2 separate regions of the Mus musculus genome follow, and region 1 is linked to region 2. The links are chromatin contacts, called in public promoter capture Hi-C maps. All regions are on one chromosome and are shown on one strand. Each heading gives the region's core, a stretch centred on a gene start, on an enhancer-like site or on the middle of the called end of the contact. The rest is flanking DNA. Distances are from core to core; before and after follow the strand shown. Region 1 has its middle 14 kb from the start of Gm23104. Region 2 holds the start of Gmpr (guanosine monophosphate reductase).

Region 1 (6,145 bases), core at 1,849-4,348, 470 kb before region 2:
CTTTGAGCCCCACAGGGTGGGAAGAGAGGACTGTCTCCTTCAGGTTGTTCTTGAAATCTGTGCCATGCTGTGGAAGGTGAAGACATGTGTAAGCATGTTCTCTCTCAACACACACACACACACACACACACACACACACACACACACCACACTACACACACCATACACACATACACCACACATATACACACACACCACACACCCACACTGAATAAGTATAGTATAAAATTTAAAAAGTGGAGCTCTTTTAAATTGTGGGATTTTTAAGTAATTTTTGATTTTTTACCTTTTTACTGTGTGTGTGTGTCTTTATTTTCTCTGTTGAACACAATCATGGTCATAATAATTAAAAGGATAGGCTACTGCCTGGGAATTCTTCTGTGTATTTCTGTGTTTGTTATCCATGGGCTGACCTCTGTGCAAAGAAGAAAGGGGTGTGATGATGTCTTTGTGACAAACCATTTCATCTCCTCAGAGCTCACAAAGTGCAGCTCACATCAGTATGAAATTGGAGACTTTCACTGTATTTAAAGAACTCCAGTTGCCTGAGTTAAACAAACAAAATCATGTTTTGCACATTGGTGTGTGAAATGTGTGAAATTTTCCGCCCTTGGGAGAGCATGCAATTCACAGTGTCTATTATTTTTAAGTTATCAAACCCATCTTTGTTAATAAGATCTATAATTACCAGGCAGAAAGCATAATGAAGTTGGCTGGGTACAATGGAGGCCAAAGCCAAGTTTTTCCAAGTGTCTGATGATTCCGGCTGACAGCCATTGATTAGAGTCTTGCTATTTTAAAGTAATTTTAATGAAAAAGGAATGCTTATAGAACATTAATAGATGAATTTATATTGCTTAAAAGTTTTATAGTTCTTCATTTGAGTATTCCTTTGGGTTTGGAGATATTCTCTGTCTCTCTCTGTCTGTCTCTGTCTGAGACAGGGTCTTATTATGTAGCTCTGGCTGGTTTGGAACTTGCTATGTAGACTAGGCTAACTCTAATTTATGAAAATCTGCCTGCTTCAGCCCCCTGAGTGATGAGACTAGAAGTATGTGCTCAGTTTGTTTCTTTTCATAAATTATTAGTGTGTGTGTGTATGTGTGTGTATGTGAGTGTGCATGTGTATGTGTATATGAGAGTACGTGTGTGAGTATGTATGTGTGTGTGTGTGCATGTGTGTATGAGAGTGTGTGTGAGTGTGTATGTAAGTGTGTATGAGTGTGTGCATGTGTGTAAGAGAGTGTGTGTGAGAGAGTGCATATGTATGTGAATGTGTATATGTGTGTGTATGTGAGTATGCATGTGTATGTGTGTATGAGAGTGTGTGTGTATGTGTGAGTGTGTGTGTGTGAGCATGTGTATGTGTATATGAGAGTGTGTATGTATGTGTTAGTGAGTGTGTATGTGTGTGTGAGAGTGCATGTGTGTATGAGAGTGTGTATGTATGTGTTAGTGAGTATGTATGTGTGTGTGAGAGTGTGTGCATGTGAGTATGAGAGTGTGTATATGTGTGAATAAGTGTGTGTGAGAGTGTGTATGTGTGTGAGAGTGTGTGTATCAGTGTGTATGTGTACATGTGTGTGTGTGTGAGAGAGAGTGAATGTGTATGTGAATGTGTATATGTGTGAGTATATGTGAGTATGCATGTGTATGTGCGTATGAGTGTGTGTGTGTGTATGTATGTGTGTGTGTGTGTGTGTGTGTGTGTGTGTGTGTGTGTACATGTGTGTATGAGAGTGGATATGTGTGTGTTTGTGTGTATGTGTGTGTGAGTGTGTATATGTGTGTATGAAAGTGTGTATGTGTGTGTGAAGTCAACCCTAAATATCTTATTCCATCCTGCTCCACGTTACTTTTCTAAGTCAGGGTTGGAAGGTCAGAGGACAGGATCTGCGGAGGTCTGAGGATACCTGTGTGGCATCAGTGCTCTCCAGACCCAAGAGTTCCAGGGAGAGCTCAGGCTCTCAGGCTTGTGCGGCAAACAGCCACCCTCCCTCCTAAAGATACAACAACTTTCCGAAACAGCGCTGCCATCTGGGGACCAACCATTCAGGCACATAGTCTGTGTGAAGCATTCTACATTTAAATCGCAGTGGGGTTGGGATGGTAGGTGGGGTTCTAAGTTTCCATGGCTAGGTCTTGGCATAGGCTATTGGTTACATGTAAGGCCATTTGCAACGATAGATTCAGGTTAAGAAAGGCTGGTCAGCCATATATGAGGGAGGCACCACAGCTAATTTCCCAAGGTGGTTTTTCAGCATATGACGTTTGCTATCTCAGACAGTCTACTATTAATTGAAATGTTCATAACGCTAAAACGTCTCTATAGACCTGCTCCTTCCATCATTTGACCCTAGAATTACCACACTGGTATATACCAGGCTGGCTTTGAACTCACATATCTTCCTCTGCTTCCTGAGTGCAGGGGTCTGAGTGCTAGGATTAAAGGCTTGTGCCACCATGACCAGCTTTCTCAATTATGGGAAGGTTTTTGTTGGGGTGGTTGCTTTCTCTGTGTAGCCCTGGCTGTCTTCGAACTCACCCTGTACACCAGGATGCCCTCGAACTCATACATCTGCCTGTCTCTGCCTCCTGAGTGCAGAAGGCTATGCCACCACCATGCTGGAGTTTTAAACAGAAGAAAAAAAAAAAAGAGAGAAAAATTTCAAATAACAGAAACCCTCCCACCAGAACAAATTTGAGAATTTCTTTTTTTTTTTTTAACTTTTTCTTAGTGTGAAGGTCATTTGTATCTAATTCTTATTATATTGCTGGCCAATTACGTTTACTTAAATAACATACTTCCTGTAACATAATACAAATATCAAGATACTAATTAATTTGGGGCGAGATCAGTGTGAAACTGTTAATGAGACACTTTACACACTGTTTTAATATCAAGTCTGGAAACTGACACTCACAGCGTGATCGTCTGAATGAAAAATGTCCACCCATAGACTCAGGTATTTGAACAACTGGTTCCCATTTAGTGATACTGTTTGGGAAAATGGTGCATTCTGCCTTGCTACAGGGGTATGTCACTGGGGGCAGGCTCTGAGAATTCATACTGCCAACTCACTTCCTGTGTACCCTCTTGGCTTCCTGTGTGACAAAATGTGATCAGCCAGCTCCCTGCTCTGGCTCTCTGCTGCCGTGTCAACCCTGCCATTACGAGACTCTCCCTCTGGAGCCATAAGACAAGATAAAGTCATTCATCCATTAGTCTAATTCGTCATGGTTTATCACAGCAGCGGATAGTAACTAAAGCATCTCTCAGTTTAGACCAGTCAGATTTGGGAGCCAGCAGACCTATGTGGCCAGAGGCTGGGACAGTTTAGCAGTGTGGTTCTGCAGTTTTATCTAAATGGGACTATGAGGAAGCAGTCTCTTTGGGACACGCTATAGTGATATTGAAGTGTGTCTATGCTGTGGCCTGCGTTGGGATAATTGCCCTACCGAGTGGTCTTCTCGTGTCTGATGGGCAGATTCCTCTATTCTTTCCCTGCTTACAGACATCTGTTGTTTTTTCCCTGCAAGGTTTTGGCTATCATAAATAAATCTGTTATGAATATTCATGCATCGGATTCTGGGCAGATGTATGTTTTTACTTCTTAGAGAGAAATGCTTAAGGGTGGGATGGCTGGGTCGTCTCCTGTATGTTTAACTTTTTACAGCAGTGTCAAGCTTTTCCAAAGCAGCTGCACCATCTCACGTTCCCACCAGCACCGGGAGGAGAGCGCTTCATGGCCCCTTTAATACTTGGTTTTGTGAGCCTTTTATTACATGTATTTGTGGCGTGTGCCTATGTGTGTGCATGAGCACGTGTGGCTTAGAGGACACATTTGCCAGACTCAGTTCTCTCTTTTCCCCAGGTGGGTCAATTATGCCAGGACATTTGTTTGTTTGATTATTTGTTTGTTTTGTTTTTAGCTTTTCTAGTAGATGTGTAGTAAGATTGTGTTTTTAATTTTTTTTCCTAGTGATTAATGGTGCTAAACACCCCCACAAAACCTGTGGCTTTTTTTTTCCAGTGTGTCTGCAACAGTCATTTGCCATTTCATTAAGGTGCTTTTTACCACCTTGTTCTAAGAATGGCTTATCCTTGCTAGATCTCAGTCTTCTGTCAACTATTTCCTCCCAGTTTGTGGCTTGCTTTTTCATCTGGGGGCAAAGTTTTAAATCTTGACAGACATACTGACTTTTTCATCTATAGTTATAATTTTTTATGTGTTTAAAAAACATAAAAATATTTAGGTAATATTTTTATTATTATAAGGCCAAAAAAATTATAAGGCCAATTTAGGTAAAATATATCCCAGGCCAACCTTGGACTCATAATCCTCCCATGTAAGTCTCTCACCTGAGATTGCAGCTATGTAAATTTGTCCTACGAATCCCTTTGGAAATCAGGAATTCCTTTTTCTTTTTAAATTTTTATTTGTGTATGTGTGTGAATGTGGACATGCGTGTGTGTTGGGGGGAGGGTCATGGCATGTGTGTGGAGGTCAGAGGACACTTTCAGGAGTTGGTTCTTGCATTTCACCTTGTTGAGACAGGATCTTTCTTGTTTCTGATGCTGTGATCAAAGGTGCTTGCCACCAATCCTAATGGTCTGATGTGGAGAGCCGCAATCGCCATTACAAGATGGCGCCGGCTTCCGCTGCGCCTGCAGGAATTTTCCAGTAAACAAGCATTGTGCGCATGTGTGAAAGAGTATTGGCGCCAAGTCACAGCCCATCCCGGGGCGTGTCAATGGGATTATGAGCAAGCAGCCAATCAGGTGTGGACATGCCACTCTAAGGGGTATATAAGCAGCGCCTGTTTGGGGCTCTGGGTCTTCCTCCTCATGCTGAAGCTAGCGTAATAAAGCATTGCTGCAGAAGGATCTGGTTGTCCGCGTGTGTTCTTGCTGGCGAGACAATAGTGTGCGACAGTCTGAGTTCAGTCCTAGAGACCTGCCTTGCGGAATTCTACACTTATGACATAGCATGTTGTCATACATGTATGACATAGCATGTTGTCTTAGTTAAAGTTTCTATCGCTGTGACAAAACACCATAATCAAAAGCAACGTAGGTGAGGAAAGGGTTTACTTTGCTTACATTTTCATGTCATCGCTCACATGGAAGAAGGCAGGGAAGAAACTCAAACAAGACAGGACTATGGAGGCAGGAGCTGATGCAGAGATCATGGAGGGATGCTCCTTGCTGGCTTGTTCCTCATGACATGCTCAGTCTACTTTCTTATAGAAGCCAGGACCCCAGTCCAGAGATGACCTCAGCCATGATGGGCTGGGCCCTCCACCATTAGTCACCAATTAAGAAAATGCTCTATAGATTTGCCTAGAGTCTAATTTTAGGGGGCCATGTTTTTCAACTGAGGTCCTCCCTTCTCAGATGACTCTAGCTGTGTAAGCTGACATGAAAACCAGCTGTCACACATGTGTACACACATGCCCCCCACAATCAATCAATAGTCAAACAAACAAACAAACAAACAAAGTGTGTTAGATTGTTTTTAAAGGATGAATTAAGCATGGTGGCACATATCTTTGATCTCAGTACTCAGATGGCAGAGGCAGGTAGATGTTTGGGAGTTCAAGGCCAGCCTGCTTTTATTTAGTGAGTTCCAAGCCAGGTAGGACTACATAGTGAAACCCTGTCTCGAAAAAAAAATTGCAGAAAGATCAAGAAGCAAGACCCAACCATACGTTGTCTACAAGAAACACTGTAAAGACACAAACTGTCTTAGTTAGGGTGTTACTGCCGTGAACAGATACCATGACCAAGGCAGCTCTTATAAGGACAACATTTAATTGGGGCTGATTTACAGGTTCAGAGGTTCAGTCCATTATCATCAAGGAGGAAACATGGCAGCATCCAGGCAGGAATGGTGCAGGAGGAGCTAAGAGTTCTACATCTTCATCTGAAGGTTGCTAGCAGAATACTGGCTTCCAAGCAGCTAGGATGAGGGTCTTAAAGTCCACGCCCACAGTGATACACCTACTCCCACAAGGTCACACTTACTGCAACAGGGCCACACCTTTTAATAGTGCCACTCTCCGGCCCAAGCATATACAAACCATCACACAAACAGATTCAAAACAAATGGATAGAGAAAAAAGGATATTATGCTGACACTAC
Region 2 (6,366 bases), core at 2,234-4,733:
GAACTCAGAAATCCACCTGCCTCTGACTCCCAAGTGCTGGGATTAAAGGTGTACAGCACCACTGCCGGGCCCATACCGAGTTTTAAAGGAACATGATTTTATATCTGAGGAGAATAGAATATTATTCTATTATCTAGAATATTCCAGAAAGAAAAGGTATGGCCTCAGAGAACTTCTGCCTCTTCAGTACCAGAGAGTATCAGAGGACAGATAGCTTAAGTCAGCTTTTCCTTTAGGACAATGACTACGACAGAGCATACAGAGCCTGCTTGTTTCTTTCATTTCTATGTTGGGCTTCCACGGCTTGTAAAGGGTCATAAATATTTCACTGGCTGGACTGATGGTGGTAATGTTCCTTCTCTTTGGTAAGTTTGATTTGCTTCCAGGAACATGCGTGAACTTCCTGTGGGGTAAAGATCATGAGAGCAAATGGGATGGGCTAAGACCTTGATCATTTGCAGACACTTGTGTTAAATGTCACTATGGAGCAACAGTATTTTCATGGTCAGCTGAACCACATGCTAGTTCGCAAGGAATGGGTGAGGCTGTCAAGAACAGGAAGGAAAAGGAAGTGGTTCTGAGCAGGATAGAAGGATGATGGGAAATTATGGAATCCTGGGGAGGGAAAGGAGCCCCATATCCTGGCTGAAGTCTCCCACCAGCTCAGCCATCTCAGCATGATTGTGGAGGTTTGAATGAGGGTGGTCCCTACAGACTCACAGATTTGAATGCTTAGTTATCTGGTAGAGGACCTGTTCAGGGAGGATTGGGAGATGTGGCCTTGTTGAAGGAGGGGTGTCCCTGGGGGTAGGCCCTGAGGCTTCCATTCACCCCACTCCCAGTTTCTTCTTCCCCCATCCCCCTTCCCTCCCCCCTTCTCTGCCCCTGCCTTGTGCTTGTGGATCAAGACATAAGCTCTGGTGCCTGCCTGCCTGCCTGCCTGCTCCTGCTTTGATAGTCATGGACTCTAACCCTCTGAAACTGTAAGTCCCAGATAAACTTATTCTTTTGTGAGTTAACTTAATTGTGGTGTCTTATCACAGCAATAGAAAACTAATTCAAGACATTTGTTTAAAATGTTTCTCCTTCTCTGGCTGTGGACCTGCAATTTTCTATGATACCAATGATATCAATATGATCTATTGATATGATACCTAAAACTACCTTTAGAGTAAAAGGACATGCCCCAGAACAGCTTTTAGGATTGTCTTATCAGATTGTGGTCTGTAAGGTCTGTAATGACTGTTAGGCATTTCCTTAATTAGTGATGGATGGGAGAGGGCCCAGCCCATTGTGGGTGGTGCCATCCCTGAGCTGGTGGTCCTGGGTTCTATAAGAAAGCAGGCTGAGCCAGCTATGAGGAGCAAGCCAGTAAGCAGCACCCTTCCATGGCCTCTGCAATGGCTCCTGCCTCTAGATCCCATCCCTGTTTGAGTTCCTGTCCTAATTTCCTTCTATGATGAACTGTGATGTGGAAGTATAAGCTGAATAAACTGTTTCCTCCCAAACCTGCTCTTTAGTTATACTGTTTCATTGCAGCAGTAACAACCCTAACAATTTTTAAATTTTATTTATTTATTTATTTATTTATTTATTTATTTATTTATTTATTTATTTTGAGACAGGATCTCTCTATGTAGCCCTAGTTGTCCTGGAACTCACTATGTAGATGAGGCCAGCCTCACAGAGATCTGTGATCTGCCAGTTTTTTTCTTCTGAGTGTTGGGACTAAAGGCTTGCGCCACCACCATGCCCTAACCTTTCCTTTTAACCTATGAAAATACTTGAGTCAGATACCCTCAAGGTCACCCAACTGGAACGTGACCAAGTTTTCAACCTAGACAGAGGCCCCAAGACACTTCATTTACGTAAGCCTTGTTTTGTTTTGTTTTGTTTTGTTCTGCTCCTGTGTTCATCCCCCCCCCCCCCCCACACACACACACATACACACTTTTCTGCTTTAGCTGGAACACTGGTCATGCTCATTGCCACTGACTGACACAGTCTCAAACCCACCCCCTCTTTGGATAATCACCCAATGGTTTCTTCTTGAGCACACTGGAGGCCTGTCTCAACACTTGGTGGGCACACTGAGAGGGGAATTAGGGAAGCCAAAACTTTTAGCCTTTTGTAAGTAAGGGCACAGTAAAGAAAGCTCCAGGATGGTGAGTTTTCATTAGTTCTGGAGAAGGTTTTTGTCTTAGTCACCGTTCTGTGGCTGTGAAGGACCAACCAAAGCAGCTCTTATAAAAGAAAGTATTTCTTTGGAGCTCGATTACAGTTTTGGAGGCTTAGTCCATTACCATTATGCCAGACAGCATGCCAAGCAGATGGAATGACCCTGGGCCTCAAAGCCCACCCCCCACCCCCCAGTGACATACTTCCTCCAACAAGGCCACACCTCCTAATCCTTCTAATCTCTTCAAAAAGGTTCACTGTTCACAGGTTGATTACTAAGCATTCAAATATGGGAGCCCATAGGGGCCATTCCTGCTCAAACCACCACACTTTTTATTGTAGATAAGAAAGAAAGAACAGCCAGAGGCACCTGGAGGAGTCCAGAGCAGAGAGGAAAAGAAGACTGGTTGTGGATAGGCTTTTTGTGGGGAGGATAGAGAAAATAATGGGGGGGGAGAAGAATAGCAAAAATGATGAGAGACTCCTACCCTCTACAAGGAGGAGGTGGGAGAGCAGGTCAGCTGGAACAGCCTTGGAACTAGCATAGTGGAGGGTGAGTTGGGGAGGTGAGAACAAGAAGGCTCTCTATCACAGGGGCCTTGACATTTCTTACAAATGTGTGTTACCAGAGGAGCCTGGAGGTTGACTTTGGTCTGTGATATGTAATCATGGGTATATGCCAAAGAAGGTGGCCCTTTCTCACGTATTCCGAAAGAATCCTGCATGTGAGCTCTGATCTCCAGCAATCTTTTTGTCTACCTTGCCAGCATTCAGCAGGAGCTAAGCATTTGACTATCATTTTGGACCAAGTCAGTGAGCTCTCTGCTTCTCCCTCCTTAGAGGGGGTTTGGGAATTCACTTTGGAACACATATGAAGGCCATACTCTACAGCCAGGCTTAGTGGCTCATGTCTTTGGCAGAGGCAGGCAGATCTCTTGTGAGTTTGAGGCAGGCCTGGTCTACATAGTGAGTTCCAAGACAGCAAGAGCTACATAGTGAAACCCGGTCCTAAACAAAACGGAACAAAACAAAACGTACTCTCTGGTCTCCTAACCTTCTCCTTTGGTCACCCCTATGAGTACGATCAGGGTATACCCCGGGGAATGGGAGACTTTGTGCAAGTCTAATCCGCACCCATTTCGCAGCTCAGCCCAGGTCAGAGCTCTCTAGGGTGCTGCATGGCAGAATCCAGGCTCACTGCTAGACTCAAGCAGAAGGAGGGGGCGCTTAGGCAGAGAGAACTGGGCCCGGGGCGGGGCTCAGCTCAGAGACCCGGGATGTGGGCGGGACCTGGAAGCCGGGGGCGGGGCGCTCCCTTGGGGCGCCTGGCGTTGGGGAACGGAGCTGGGGGCTCCGGGTGCGCGGGCATAAGAACAAGGCGTGCGCACCGGGTTCGCGGAGCACCAGTCTGCGCACAGCCACCCGGGCGCCACTGTACGCACGCGCCCCGCAGCTCCCGGCTGACGCCGGCCTTCGCACCGCCTCCGCCGCAGGAAGCTACCGCGCACCGCTAGCACCATGCCCCGCATAGACGCGGACCTTAAACTCGACTTCAAGGATGTTCTGCTGCGACCTAAGCGGAGCAGCCTCAAGAGCCGATCCGAGGTGGGGCCGCTGGCATACCGCCTTCGGGTTGGCAAGGGGGAAGTGGGTGCAAAGGGAGGCACAGGGTGCCTTAATTGTGCCCGAGGCAGGGGCGTCACACCCTTTCCCCCACCTGAGAAAGGGGGAAGGCCAGTCGGTTTTCTCTTACACCTGGATTGTCTCTAGTTAGGGCCAGTGACAAGGGGGTGCTAGTTCGGGCCTGGAATTATAAATGCGTCTGCCTACCGGTGGTGGGCTTGGGGAAGTTCACACTGACACAGAGGAGCTAAGATCAACCAACCGAATGTCCAGTGACTTTAAAAGGAATGGTCTCAGGAGAGGCGCTCCGGGGAGGAGAGGAAACAGTGGGGCTAGGATGAAAGGAAGGGAAATACAACTGCAGATTCAAGCTTGGAATTTGGAACAGTGTTTCCTGGCGCTGGGACCTGCCTCTGCTGATTTAGCATCAGGTCCTGTGTCTGCGAACCGGGCGGAAAAGCCGGGCGCTCCCGGCAGGCACTTCTTTTCTTTTCTCTTTTCTTTTCTTTCTTTCTTTCTTTCTTTTTTTTTTTCTTGAGTTTAAATGGTCTTGCAGGAGCTGAGCTGGGGACCTGCTTTTTGGTGGCACTCTGCGGTACTGGACAGCTTGCAGTTCCAGCCCAGAGTAATGCAAGCGGACAGCGCTGGGGTGAGGGTCATTTGGGCCATTTGGAAGTTAGTTGTACCATGATAAGATGAGCGCCTGGGAACAGGTGGAGACGGGAGACGGCCGAGGTCAGACCTTGAAGGATAAATAGTTTTCTAGAAAGGCGGAGCTCGCTGGTGGAGTTGTTCCTGAACCGTGGCTTGGCTCTGTTGGGGGGAGTTCAGGAGGAAGAGCCTGAAAGGACAGGGGCGGGGGTTGGGGGAAGCTAAGCCTGCCTGCCCGCCCCATCCCTTTTGCTCAACAAACAAGACCATAAATAAATCCCCTCAGCAAACAACTCGCTCCGGTGCCCAGGCCCGACTGCAGTGCCTGCAGCTGCCAGCTGAGGGTTGGTATGAATTAGGACTGCCTTCTGGGCTAGCCAATGAGAGAGTAGAACTTTCCTGAAGCAGGGGTATTGGCAGCTTGGAGGCAGAACTGGACCAGGCAAGACTTGGGGGGTGGGTTAAGGGGGAGTGATGGACTCTTACCCATCCAGATTAGATGCCACTGGGGCTGCTGGTCATCCTGTGCTTTCAGATGCTAAAAAACAGGGCAAACCCTTGGAACAAAAATAAACACTAGAGAACCCCCCCCCCTGCACCCACCCCTACCCCCGGAGTGTTGAATAGAAACTAGGAGCCAGTAAATTCCTAAACCCAGGTCAGGATGAAGTGTTTGCATTCTAGGCTGACTAATAATTTGGTGGCTTCAGTGTTTGTCTGTTTTTTTTTTTAATGTTTGTTTAAATTTTAGTTAGACATGAGCCACTTATTTATAAACACATACACGTTTATCCATCCACAGCAAGGGTCTATGCATTTTCTGAACTAGCAAAGCTCTTGAGAAAGGGCAGTGTTAATATTTACGTGAGCCGTATGATGTCATGCAACCCCTGGTTTGGGGCTGATGGCCTCTCTTAATGTCCCAGCCTGGGTTGAATCTTGGAATCTGTGTATACCTGTCACAGTGAGAATTGTGCCCTAGAGGACTGTTGTCTCATATTGTAGCTTTTGTGAGAGAACTACCTGGATTGGCTCTTCCGATTGTTTGTGGTCTAGCCTCCTGTGGCTGGCCACTCCTGCCTGGTGGATGAGCTCACATAATGCCACTTGCTTGCCTGGCACTGCAGAAGGGGCTGCCTTGGCCTCTCTACCGTTCCAGCTCAGCGTTTCTCGTGCTATCAGGCAGGCACAACCAGGGGCTTGAAGTGAGTTCGCCCAGGTAGAAATAATATGTAGAAGCGGATTGGAAACAGTGGGGTAGATAGGCAATTAACATTTCAACAGCTTTGAGGGGGAGGCATAAGAGAAAATGGATACCAACTAGAACAGAACCTGGCAGGGATGGGTTTTTACCAATGCAGCAGTTTGTTCAGAACCAGACCTGATTCATCAGCTTACAGGAAATGAAATTTGTTCCAGAGGCAGGGGGACAGGGAGAGTCGTTGCAACTAGGCAATGCATTTATGGAGGAGCAGGCTAGTCATCTCCCAAGTCTATCTAGCTCAAGGTATCAAAGATGGAAGTGCCACAGGGTTTGTTGCCTGAGTTAAGATTTTTGGATTTCTCTGAAACACACGAGGCAACCATCATTCCATGGGACCCAGTACTGGCTTTAACAACCCCATCCCAGTTCTTAAGTAAGAATTTCTGCTTGTGTGAACATATTTATGCATGCTTTATATGCACACACGTGTGTGTGCAGATGCACTAGTGGTGACCAAAAGTCAGCCTCTGGTGTTATCCCTCAGACACTCAGGCACTGTCCACCTTTTAAAAGATTATTATGATGTCATTTTTGAAGCAGGAACTTTTGCTGACCCCCCGCCCCCCCCCCCCGAACTCGTGGAGCAGTCTAGTCTGGCTGGCCAGCAAGCTCCAGGGAACTCTGCCTGTTTCTGCCTCCCCAACCCTGAG

The links. Promoter capture Hi-C pulls out the DNA fragments that hold promoters and counts their contacts.
Region 1: a promoter capture Hi-C map of pre-B cells shows a contact between it and region 2. The contact joins the enhancer-like site here to the promoter of Gmpr in region 2. A contact is called at or near these places in 12 of 39 promoter capture datasets (the 3T3-L1 cell line, the C10 cell line, the HPC-7 cell line and 7 more), 3 of 15 datasets of contacts at CTCF or cohesin (the NIH/3T3 cell line, embryonic stem cells and large pre-B cells), 2 of 484 Hi-C or Micro-C datasets (the G1E-ER4 cell line and bone marrow-derived macrophages), 15 of 115 datasets of contacts at active chromatin or transcription factors (bone marrow-derived macrophages, cardiomyocytes, craniofacial prominence and 9 more) and 4 of 9 other capture datasets (adipose tissue, embryonic stem cells, liver and 1 more).

The regions. Positions count from the first base shown.
Region 1 is chr13:45,037,238-45,043,382 of GRCm38.p6, forward strand. No RefSeq gene overlaps it. Among named protein-coding and RNA genes, the nearest start is that of Gm23104, 14 kb to the left of the region's middle. Within about 2 kb of position 3,099, at least 9 of the 459 cell types and tissues checked have an H3K27ac peak or open chromatin away from gene starts, as enhancers often do. A contact at or near this core is called in the HPC-7 cell line and pre-B cells, where this site is marked.
Region 2 is chr13:45,503,961-45,510,326 of GRCm38.p6, forward strand. Gmpr (guanosine monophosphate reductase) reads left to right here and starts at 3,484. Exons shown (of 9, transcript NM_025508.5): 1 at 3,484-3,783. The coding sequence starts at 3,697.